Linked DNA regions of Mus musculus: all the other regions are linked to region 3. A link is a contact called in public Hi-C and HiChIP or PLAC-seq data. All regions are on one chromosome and are shown on one strand. Each heading gives the region's core, a stretch centred on a gene start, on an enhancer-like site or on the middle of the called end of the contact. The rest is flanking DNA. Distances are from core to core; before and after follow the strand shown. Region 1 holds the start of Camk2d (calcium/calmodulin-dependent protein kinase II, delta). Region 2 holds the start of Ank2 (ankyrin 2, brain). Region 3 holds the start of Elovl6 (ELOVL family member 6, elongation of long chain fatty acids (yeast)).

What was found. A called contact is a pair of places that touch in the nucleus more often than the background predicts. HiChIP or PLAC-seq counts read pairs in DNA pulled down with a chosen protein or histone mark.
Region 1: a Hi-C map of B cells shows a contact between it and region 3, with 5 read pairs. The contact joins the promoter of Camk2d here to the promoter of Elovl6 in region 3. A contact is called at or near these places in 1 of 39 promoter capture datasets (pre-B cells) and 1 of 484 Hi-C or Micro-C datasets (B cells).
Region 2: a contact with region 3 is called in an H3K27ac HiChIP or PLAC-seq map of embryonic stem cells, with 6 times the contacts expected there. The contact joins the promoter of Ank2 here to the promoter of Elovl6 in region 3. A contact is called at or near these places in 1 of 39 promoter capture datasets (hippocampal neurons), 2 of 115 datasets of contacts at active chromatin or transcription factors (both in embryonic stem cells) and 1 of 9 other capture datasets (adipose tissue).

The regions. Positions count from the first base shown.
Region 1 is chr3:126,595,039-126,598,795 of GRCm38.p6, forward strand. It overlaps Camk2d (calcium/calmodulin-dependent protein kinase II, delta), which reads left to right and starts at 1,913. Exons shown (of 21, transcript NM_001346635.1): 1 at 1,913-2,466. The coding sequence starts at 2,402.
Region 2 is chr3:127,497,195-127,500,479 of GRCm38.p6, forward strand. It overlaps Ank2 (ankyrin 2, brain), which reads right to left and starts at 1,921. Exons shown (of 48, transcript NM_001327938.1): 1 at 1,474-1,921. The coding sequence starts at 1,545.
Region 3 is chr3:129,530,063-129,533,650 of GRCm38.p6, forward strand. It overlaps Elovl6 (ELOVL family member 6, elongation of long chain fatty acids (yeast)), which reads left to right and starts at 2,324. Exons shown (of 5, transcript NM_130450.2): 1 at 2,324-2,433; 2 at 2,586-2,706. The coding sequence starts at 2,618. It overlaps Gm35986 (predicted gene, 35986), which reads right to left and starts at 2,326. Exons shown (of 3, transcript NR_153368.1): 1 at 2,195-2,326; 2 at 997-1,102.

The sequences.
Region 1 (3,757 bases), core at 663-3,162, 2.9 Mb before region 3:
CAGGCATGGTATTTCACACCTTTAGTCACAGGCTGGGGAGGCAGAGGCAGGTGGATCTCTCAGTTTGAGGCTCAGCCTGGTTTGCATAGTGAGTTCCATGCCATTTAAGAGAGACACACTGAGACTATTCCAATCAAATAAAAATGTTCAAATTTAAGGACATAAAAAACAAAATTTGCTTTTAAAAACAAAAAGGAATCAAAGCTATATAAAAACCACAGAGGAACTTCAATAAGCTTCCAAGGGTGTCCCACAATGACAACTGAACAGCAGAGGCCCCCAGGTAGGAACAATACAAGACAAAGCGGGACGTGTGCTGATCCCACGTGCTTGGCAACGTCAAAAATCAGCACTAGGAATCTAGTGCGTGGGCAGAATATCAAATGATGTAAGTAAAATTGAAGGGAAAATTATAGTAAAACAGGCCAGTAAATGACATTTTCATGGGCAAAACAATGCAGACATTGAATGATGACTAAATTCAAAAAGTATTTTCTTGTGTTGAGTGGGAGAGGGCTATTAGAAGTATGAGTAATATTTGCAAAATCTATAACAAAAAAAAGCATTTAAAAATTATATGGCCGTCTGAGTACTTCAGTTCAAAGGCCACTCAGCATTCTTTAGAACAGGGAATAAAAGAACCTGCAAAGTAGTAACTTATAGCCGCCCTAAAAGCATGTACAGGCTCCCTAACTGAAAGTTATCTATCATCTTCCCACTGTGAAATTTTAAGTGCACGATGTGATTCTAAGCACGAGCACATAAGCAATAGAAATGCAGGATTTTATGGTTTCCTGCTGTAGAACAAAAAGCAACAGTCTGAAGAAAATTTTTTAAAAGTTCATGATGCGTCTCTATTTTCCGTAGGCCTCTAAATCTGCAATTGCCTCGTTTATTAAAGACTCAGAAGTGAAAAGAAGGCTCAGAAATGATCTTAGCCACCACTTACACCTTAACCCATCTTACATGCTAATTTTTTTTCTCCATGCTAATTTTTAAGCAACAGTGTCAGATATGCTTAACTGTACACACGTTCTTGAACTCTTAAATGGTTTTCCAGATAGCCACTGAGGGAGTACACTCCTGTGCCCCTACTTGGCCTGCTCTTTGAGAATGCAGGTAAAGAACTCCCACCCTCCCTCTCCCTTCTCCCTCGGCAACGCGAAACAGGCTAGGCACGCTCACGTGACGCTAATGACGTCAGCCCCCTCTGGGTCGCGTGACCCACAGCCAACCTTCCTACCGCCCCACCCCCTCGCCACTGGCGTGGGACATCTCGCGAGAAGCCTTCTTACTATCAGAACTTGCTGAGGTTACAGGGGAGTTACTCTGGAGAGGAAGGAAGGTGTGGCAGAGTGGTGCACTTTTGGGTTTCATTATGTTAGAGTTTATGATCAAGCAAATGCTTATGGGGATCGCCCTAGTCGGGAAAAGGGGAGAGAAGGGCGAAGACGTGACAGTAAAAACTGAAGCGAAACGTGGTGCCCTGACCATCTTTGCCCCTAGCTAAGGGACAGCCGGGCGCAGCAGAGGTGGCCAAGGCTGGCAGCCCCAGGCAGTAGCTGCGAGCCGGGGGACGTTGGACCCGGGTCTGGGAGCAGTAAACGCGAACCGCGCCCAGATGCAAGGGTTGCTTCCCTCTCTCGGCTTCCCCGGCCTCGCGGCCATCCCGCCCGGGTAGAGGCATCCGGGTTGTGGGAGCTTCGAGTGGTCTCTCATCTTTCCGCCCTTCGTGGGTCACTGCGACATCTCAGTCCCGTCCCCTTAAGCGCGCTCCCTGCTGCTCCGCGCATCTCCCTTCGGTCTCCCTAGACGGCTGCGGGAGAGCAGCCCGAAGGGACGCGGCTGGAGTCGCTAGAGGGAGGTGTGGGGCCGCCGAGGAGGGGGCTTCGCTGGGCGGGGAGAGGAGGGAGGAGGCGCCGGGGAGGAGCCGCGGCTGCCAGCTTCGCCCGAGCCGAGCGAGCGCACTCTGTCGCCCCGCGGGTTCCCAGCCTTGCGGCCCCGTGGAGAGGAGGGAGCGCGGGCCACCAGCGCCTCCTCTGCCCGCTGGAACGACCGGCTGGGTGTTCACTCGGCCGCTGCCGCCCGCCACTCCGGGCGCTGCGTTGAGCTCTCCGTGCGGCCTCGGTGACCGCGGCAACCCCTCCTGACACCTCTCCCCCGCCCCTTCGGGAGCCCTCGGCCCGGCCACCGCGGCGGGAGGAGGAGAGGACAAGGGATCGCGGAGCGGGCTGGTCTGGCCACCTCGCCCCGCGCGCCCCGCCCCTGCGCGCACTCCCTCGCCGGCGAGCTACTTTCGGACACGGAAAGTGAGGGCGGCCCCGGGTGACAGCGCGGCGGCGCCAGTCCCGGGAAGCCAGGTCTGTTCGCGTGTCGCCCGTCGCACTGTCCAGACCCCGCCATGGCTTCGACCACCACCTGCACCCGGTTCACCGACGAGTATCAGCTCTTTGAGGAGCTCGGAAAGTAAGCGTCCCTGCCTGGCATCTCCTCCTCCCCACGACCCCTCGTCTCCCTCGTGGGGATAGAGAGCCTGCGGGCCGAGGCGGGGAGACGGACCCTGGCTTGGTGCGGGTGGGGCACACAGGGAAGGAAACCTTTGCCCTACTGTGGCGGGTGCTCCGAATTCCCAGCCCATCTTCTCGGGTCCTCCACCTCTCCACGGGGGACTTAGTGAATTTATGATCTCTGCAGTTGTAGCTGTCATCCTGAGAAGTGTGCGCGCACGCGAGTGCGAATGTGTGTGTATGTGTGTTCGGAGAGGAAAGGAGATGCATGTAAAATGCAACATTTATCACATTTTTGGTAAATAGATGTCTCTTGCTCAGCCCGCGCTGTATCTGCGATCTGACCCAGGTTCGGATGAGCTAACGAGAGAACACTCGCTCTCTGAGATGGTGCCATATTTATCGATGCCGAAAGTTCAACTTGGCTTGGTGGAGAGTCTGGTTCGGCATCCAAGTAGTTGTTCCGTTCAGGAAAAGGGCCACCCAACAGAACCCACGTCCCTGCCATGTATCCGCTATCCTTCTTTGCACTAAGATGAGTCGCTCACCATCATTCTAGGATTTAGGTGTACATCGTCTCTGAGAGGATTTATTTATCCAGGCAGAGGAAAGCCCTAGAGCCCGAGAGAGCGTTTCCCCAGGGTAGCCTAGCTTGTGTAAAACGACCTCCTCCACTGAAGTGGCAGGACTTCCTTGAGATGTTAAGGAGGGACAGGGTACCTACTGAAGATCTGCACAGGGGCAACTAGAGACTCAGTCAGGAGGGAGTGTTGGTTTACCGAGCATCAAACCCCAAACCTATCGCTAATTTCCACTATCAGGGAAGGGATGCATTTGTGTGTGTGTGTGTGTGTGTGCTGTAGGTTTCCTTACAGTTGCATAAAAGGAAGTGTGAGCACTTTTAAATCAAATGAAAATGATATCTTTATAGATGATCTGCTGTTGAAACATGGAGTATGTCGGAAGAGCAGCTTAATTTAAATCTCTCCCCTCCCCCCAAGCCCAAACCAGGCAGAGAGAAATCACCTTACCCCAGAACCTGTTAAAGCACACCAGTGAGCTCGAGATTTATGTTTTAATGAAAACAATCGCCATATTTACTTAGTTGGAACCACGTTAATTATGTTTCCTACCGAAATAAACAGTTTTTTTTTTTTTTTCTTCTGTTCCCCAGCTCGGTCCTTTGCAGGGTTTGCTATGAGCATTTGGTGTTTTGTGAGTGTGAATTACAAATTGTTTTCAAATTTCAT
Region 2 (3,285 bases), core at 671-3,170, 2.0 Mb before region 3:
CAAACAGTAGCATCATATTCATTCTTACATGCATAACTACTTCTAACCCAGATTTAATACCTGTTCTCACAATTCCAAAGGGAAAAAAATAACTTGAAGTGCAATTTAAAATACTATCATAAAACTAGAATCCTGGCCCCATAAGGATTTCAAACTCTAGCAATTCCTTTGGAAACAGACTGACATAAAAAGAAATTCTCGTTAAATTTTAGGTATTACATTTAAAACCTCCATTAAAAGAGTATACCGTAATGCAACTCTACCTAGAGATATCAGGGGCCAAATGAGACAAAGACCTTGTTAAGTGTTAACCAAATTTTCCTATCATCCATTCATAAATTAGGGGGTTCTGAGTGTTCTTCAAAAAGTTCACAGTACTAGGAAAGACAGCATTCCCTTCTGTTGGGAATTACCTTTCTGTCTAATAGTAACTATATAGTTACTCTGTTTCTAAATAGGAATCCAGTTCTCTTTGGTAGTTCCTTCCTTGCCATTAGCAAATCACATCTCAGAATAAAATGCCATCTGAACAGGCAGGAGGGCAACCTTCCACTGTGAGGACCTAAGAGCTAAGTGAGGAGGAGGTCCTGGCTATGGTGGCAGGTGCAGAAAGCCTAGCCATGAAATCTCAGACCACTAGGGAGTGGAGTACCACGCTCCCAACCCCGTCAGCCCCCACCACACTTAATTTTTAGAGATAGGGTCTTAACTATGTAGCCCCAGTTGTCCTGGGATTTCCTAGGCAGACCAGGCTGACCTCAAACTCACATGGACTCTCCAGCCTCAGCCTCTGTAGTGCGTGGGCCGCCATGCCGGAGGACCACTACTCCCTTTTAAAATTATTAAAGTATATATAACATAGACAGAAAAATAGGACTTATTCAAACAGCCAGACAAGTGGGCAAGCCCTTGTTGCGGTGCTGGAGGGCTGGGCAAACTGTGAGTATCGATGCAGGGCGAGCATGAATACCTTCCCTACCACTACATGACTGCAGTTGTTGGGGTAGCCGTGTTGAAAGTTGAAGTCCCTTCTCTCCTGTGGGTGAGAAGCCAGCATTTGCAGCCACCCCTGGCAAAGGTCCTAAGAAAACTCCATTCAGGGCTACAGCCCCATCCTAGCACCCTGAGTGGCTTCTAACGGTATAGCTCTGCAGTGGGTCATGTGACAGCTGGGTGTGTGCCTCCTTGCAGCGCAGAGAGATCAGTTTGCGGGTGTGCCTGAGTGTGTACGGACAGAAGTTACACGCCTGGTTTAGGAAGGCGCGCGCGTGGGGGTTGGGGGGTTGAGGGGGCGTGAGTGCAAAGTGGACGTTGAAAAAGGTTTCAGGAATACTCCTGGGCCAGGCGAAGTGCACAAGCTCGCATGAATGGGTTCCCTGTGGGGCCAGCCCCTGTCCCCTGAAGTCGATGTCCCGGTCCTTGGGGGAGGCGAGGACCTGGGGGACAACCCCCCCCCCGGCACCCAGCACCCACCTGACGGATCCGCGGGGGGTTCTGCGGGGTGCAGGCCCCTCCCTCCGGGCCAGGGGAGGTGGGAGAAGCCATGTCCACGCTCTCGGAACTCCTTCCCTCGGTCAAGTCCGGCTGTCCCGCGTGTCCTCGTCTCTTCCGCTCCCGGCCTGCGGCGTTCGGGCTCACCCGGGGACCCGCGTGCTTCTAGGCGACCGCAGAAGGTCGGCCTTGGCCGCGATCGCCCGTGGAGACCTGCTGCCCGAGCCCACCTACCTCTGCGCGAGGTGCCGTGGGGCCATGGTGCGCCGAGTGGGCTGCGGGCTGGGCCGGCGACAAGCGCTAAGCGACTGCTGCTGGTGGCGCGGGGAGAAAGAGGAGGGCTTCTTCCTTCGCCGCGCGCCGGGAGAGCGATGAGCTCATGGACAGCTCCCAGAAATATGTCTATATGCACCACTGCCTGCCGGAGCTCGCGAGGTGGGTGGGGATAAGAAGCTCGGCTGCGCTCCCGCAGCCCGGGAGACGTCCCCCGGGAGGCCCGGCTGCTGCTCCTCCCTGCCCCGCGCGGGCCCGCTCCGCTCCCATTCACTCTCACACCCGCTACACGCCAGATCTCCTGTCCGCGTGGGCGAGCCACCCACCCACCTCTAGCGCATTCTTTGTCCTTCCAACCACTCCCTCCCAATGAGGAACAAGTCATTTATATGAAGTGACCAGAATGTGGAATACCTCTGTGACCTTAGCTCCTGTCCAATGTGAACTGAGGAGGGTGAAATGTCACAATCTGTGTATCTTTCACGCTTTGGGCGTTTCCTCTTCCCCACCTTTTCCTTGATGAGAAAGAGCCTTCCAGCTACTCTTCCCGGTGATGACTTGGCTGCCTTTTCTCTAAGGTACCCTGAACACTTGCATAGATCCTGAAAGAGTTGGGACCCAAAGGACCAGGTTTAGCAGACCGGCGCAATGGCTGTGGCACAAGTCATGCGTGCTGCGGGATGGCTGGCCTACTTTGCGTTGCTGCTTCCCTGGAATAAAGCTGGAACTACCAGGAGTAGGGAAAATCGCCATCCAAGTACCTCTTTAGTGATGTCCCACTGAGATGGAAATTTCATTTGTTTGTTTTTAATAGCAGCAAGAGCTGGAATGTAGCTCAGTATATCACATATTTGCTTGCTATGAATGAAGCCTTGGGTGCGATCCCCAGCTATGGATAAACTAGGCGTGGCTGTGCATGTCTGCCGTCCCAGTACTTGGGAGGCAGAGATGGAAAAATCAGAAGTTCAAGGTCATCTTTGGCTCTACAGTGAGTTCGAGGCCAGCTTGTGGTACATGGGACCATGTATAAACAAACAAACAAACAAATAAATAAATAAAATCTAGCAAAATGACTTTCATGAGACGAGTTGTCCTCTCTCCTGCCATTTATTTTCCATTTCCTATGAATCTCCACACGGATATATCTCCAGCTTTAACAAAAGAGAGCCGAGCTCCATGGTCCGTGCCTGGAGTCCCAGCACGGTTAGACTGAGCCAAGAGCATCCTTGCACAGAGGGACTAGGGGACAAGCTGGTTACCATGAGAAGACACAAATGGTCCTGCAACCCAGATGGACAAATCCTCAGAAATATCACTAATTATTGATGCTCTTGGGTCCCAAATTTGATCATCTGTAGATCTTATTGATTTTTACAGTTCAATCATATCTGCATTTTCTCTATTCTTCTCATTCACACCACCATCATGGCTCAACATTCTAATACACACAGCATAAAACCGGGCTGCATGTTCGCACCTGTGCACTGCACAGCTTGAAACAGATCTAGAAAGAGAAATGTC
Region 3 (3,588 bases), core at 1,074-3,573:
GTGTGTGTGTGTGTGTGTGTGTGTGTGTGTGTGTGTTGGTGGTGATGGTGGAAGGAGGGATAGATAGGGTCTCATGTGGCCCATTATAGCTTGGAGTTTGTTACTTAGCCAAAGATGACCTTGAACTCCTGATTCTCCTGCCTCTACCTCCCAAATGTTGGAATTATAGGCATGGGTTACAATGCAGACTTCCTTCCTTTAAAGAAGTGTGTGGGGAGGAGTTGGGGGGGGGGGCTGCTTCCTTGTGCAGGTGAGCAGGTGCACGAGGAGGCCAGAGCTGTAATGGAATGTGTCATTCTCGAGATGTCTCCATCTTCATTTTAAAGACAAGGTCTCTTACTCATCTCCAAGCTCCTATTTCAGGTTTGTTATTTCAGGCTAGCCTTAGACTCATGTAGATCCGCCTGCCTCTGCCTCCCGAGTGCTGGGATTAAAGGCGCGCAGCACCACCACCTGGCTCACAGAGCCATTTCTAGCCAGCGTAAGATATAAAAGATACCTGGTCTCCAAAAATGAAAATACACAGGAGGAGTTCCCCGTCTCAGCCTCAGAGGTTCTGGGACTCTGAACTCAGGTCCTCATGCCAAGCCATTTTCACAATGTGGTGGCAATACCTCTTTCATTCCAGCACAAGGGAGGCAGGGGCAAGGAGAGCTATGAGTTGGAGGCCACACTGATTGATCTATTGCTCTACTGTGCAATTTCCAGGATGGCCAGGGATACACAGAGAATCAAAAAACAAAAACAAATAAAAAACCCAAACAAAAACAAAAACAAATGACATTAAAAACCCAGGGTGTCATTCTATCTCCTTGGCTGACCTGGATCTTGTTACTAGACCAGGCTAATCTCAAACTCACAAAAATCCACATGCTTCTGACTCCAGAGTGTATTAGGATTAAGGACATACCCACCCCCCAATTAAGGACATACCCCACCCTTTTAAGACTTGGGGGGCAGGGGAAGCAAGGATGTCACTGTGAAATTCAGACTCACCTCAAATTTCTGGCAATTTTACTAGCACCAGTCTTCCCGCCTCAGCCTCCAGTGTCTTCCTGAGATGATCTGACTGCATGAAATGCCCTCGCCTCATTTTAGTTGGCTGGTAGGTGAGGAAATGAACATCTTAGAGGGTATTTTCTCTCTGGTCCTAATGTACATCTTTAAACTAATAGGTTCTTAGCTGGGCTGTGGTGGCCCGAACCTTAGTCCCAGAACTTGTGAGTGAGGCAGAGGCAGGCAGATCTCTGAGTCTGAGACCAGCCTGGTTTACAGAGCCAGTTCCAGGGCAACAAGGGCTACACAGAAAAATCATGTCTCGAAAAGCCAAAAGCACCTAAAAAACCCAAACCAAACAAACAAAAAAACCCAATCTTGAAAATCACAAACATTTAAAAAACAAACAAACAAACTAATAAGTGTTGATCAGTATCTTTTGTTGGATCTAAATATTATATTATTAGGTACCTTATTGTCTCTTACTTCCTTCTTCCTTTTAGGACTAGAAAATACCATCCTCCAGAAAAATAAGGAGTATTTGGGAATGGTTGCTGTGAGCTGGTAGCCCAGGGGGAGGATTAGCATTACATAAATCCCTCTCCTACATTAATCTTTTCTTCCTAATTTCACAAGAATAAGGCAGAACTAAAGTAAAGCAGATAGATAAAGTTTTGGTATTTAGATCAGTAGGCCTAATTCTGTATGCCAAATTCCCTTCCTTTGTTCATTAATATCCCCTCCTGGTAGCCAAACCCTCTACCTAACTTCTGCCTCCTAGTCAACCTTGACTTCCCAGGTCCTCATCCTCAGCATCCTGTCTGCACGTGGTCTTAGTTCCGAAGGCTACCTGGCCCTAAGGTCAAGGTAAATCCGCGCCCAAGCTGCCCGGTGGAGGTGGTCTCAGAGGGTGCTGCGGGATCGAGGTAGTGAGGAGACTAGATCGCAAGACGTGATCCTCACATTTATTTGCCTGGAGTTCTCATGCCAGAGAACCTGGCAGATTTTACTATTTCCCAATTGTTTACTCGCCAAGCTTTCAGGTCCACGCGCCTCAGGGCTGCGCCTCTCACTCTGAAACTTCATTCAAAGGCCAGGCAGGGAGGCCCAAGAGGTGGCGAATGGGCTTGAGTATGACCTCAAGGCCACTTCCTCCCTCTTGGCGCCCTTCCCTCCCCTCCCCCAGTCCACCAACCACCTTCTTGTAAACAAAACTATCCCCCAGGGCGATGGGAGGTCTTGCTCTTCTGCGCCCTCTCGCGCAAAGGGTTAATTTTCCCGATCGCACGAGGGGGAGGAGATTTCCCTGTAGACGAGTAAAAAGCGTGATGGACAAACGTGCGGGCACTAAGACCGCAAGGCATTCATTTCCTCCTACGGTGGATGCGGACGCTGGGAGGAGAGCCCCTGAGCTAGGAGCTGGGAGCAGAGGCGCAGGCAATGCTCAACCCTGGATGTAGCTGAGAGGCTGGGAGAGAGATCGGCCAGGAGACTGACGGCGGGGCAATACCTAGGGGGGTGGGAGGGGGAAGCAGACAGGAGAGCACTCAAAATAAAAGGCTCTTTACAGATTTTTTTATTTTGTATAGAGAACACGTAGCGACTCCGAAGATCAGCCCCAATGAACATGTCAGTGTTGACTTTACAAGAATATGAATTCGAAAAGCAGTTCAACGAGAACGAAGCCATCCAATGGATGCAGGAAAACTGGTAGGTGATGCTTTCGCGAGATACTATTCCCGGGAGTGCATTAATGTCGGTATTCCTGGTCTGAGCGTGAGCGGAGCGACGGATGGATTGCCGGCAGTAGCCAGCAGATCGCGGAGTTCCAGGGTCTCATGTCTGCAGGAGACTCTGAAGCTGCATGGAAGCGTGCGGTTTGGGGGGTGCTCTGTGTGAGCCGCGGCCACGCGGGCATCTTTGTGTAGATTATATAACATAGAACATATAATATGTGTACCTGTAATAATATACGGGAGACAGAGGCATGTTACAATCCAGCTATCCCACCTGTGTTGTCTCCCTGCTTTCGCTTAGATTTGGGGGTTCTGCTTGGCCTCCCGCAACTGGAGCGTGCAAGGCAGTGGAGGGAGGACCCGGTCTCCGCTCCCTTTAACCCTCTTCAGCCCGCCTCTCTCTGGTCCTTTCCCTCTCCCCATCCCTCGTGTCCTTCCTTTCTCCTTGTAGTTCTTCCACTTTACTGCCCTCCCTTGACTGCCGCCTCCAGCCGTAGATGCCCAGGGTCCAGGACCCCTTCCCCACTCAGATTACTTTCCGGTTTCATAAAGACATCGGGGAGGAGGGGACAATGAAAACTGCAATAAAAATGAATGAACCCGAGCAAGTGGAGCCACGCCATTATTAAGTTTCTGTGTAAAGGAAACGCCTTTTGGACACGCTTCTCCGCGTGGAGCAGCAGTTTAAGTACTGGAAGGCTCCTGCCAGGGCAGTCTCGGAGGTCTTTCCCCAGAACTTCGAATCCGGGAAAACATCTTGTTTACTGAGTTCCTCCGGTCAGTCTTCTGAAAAATCCCCGTGTGGGAGGCGATCCGGTGTCACCTTGCAGTATTTTAAGAAGGGAGCTCCCTCCTT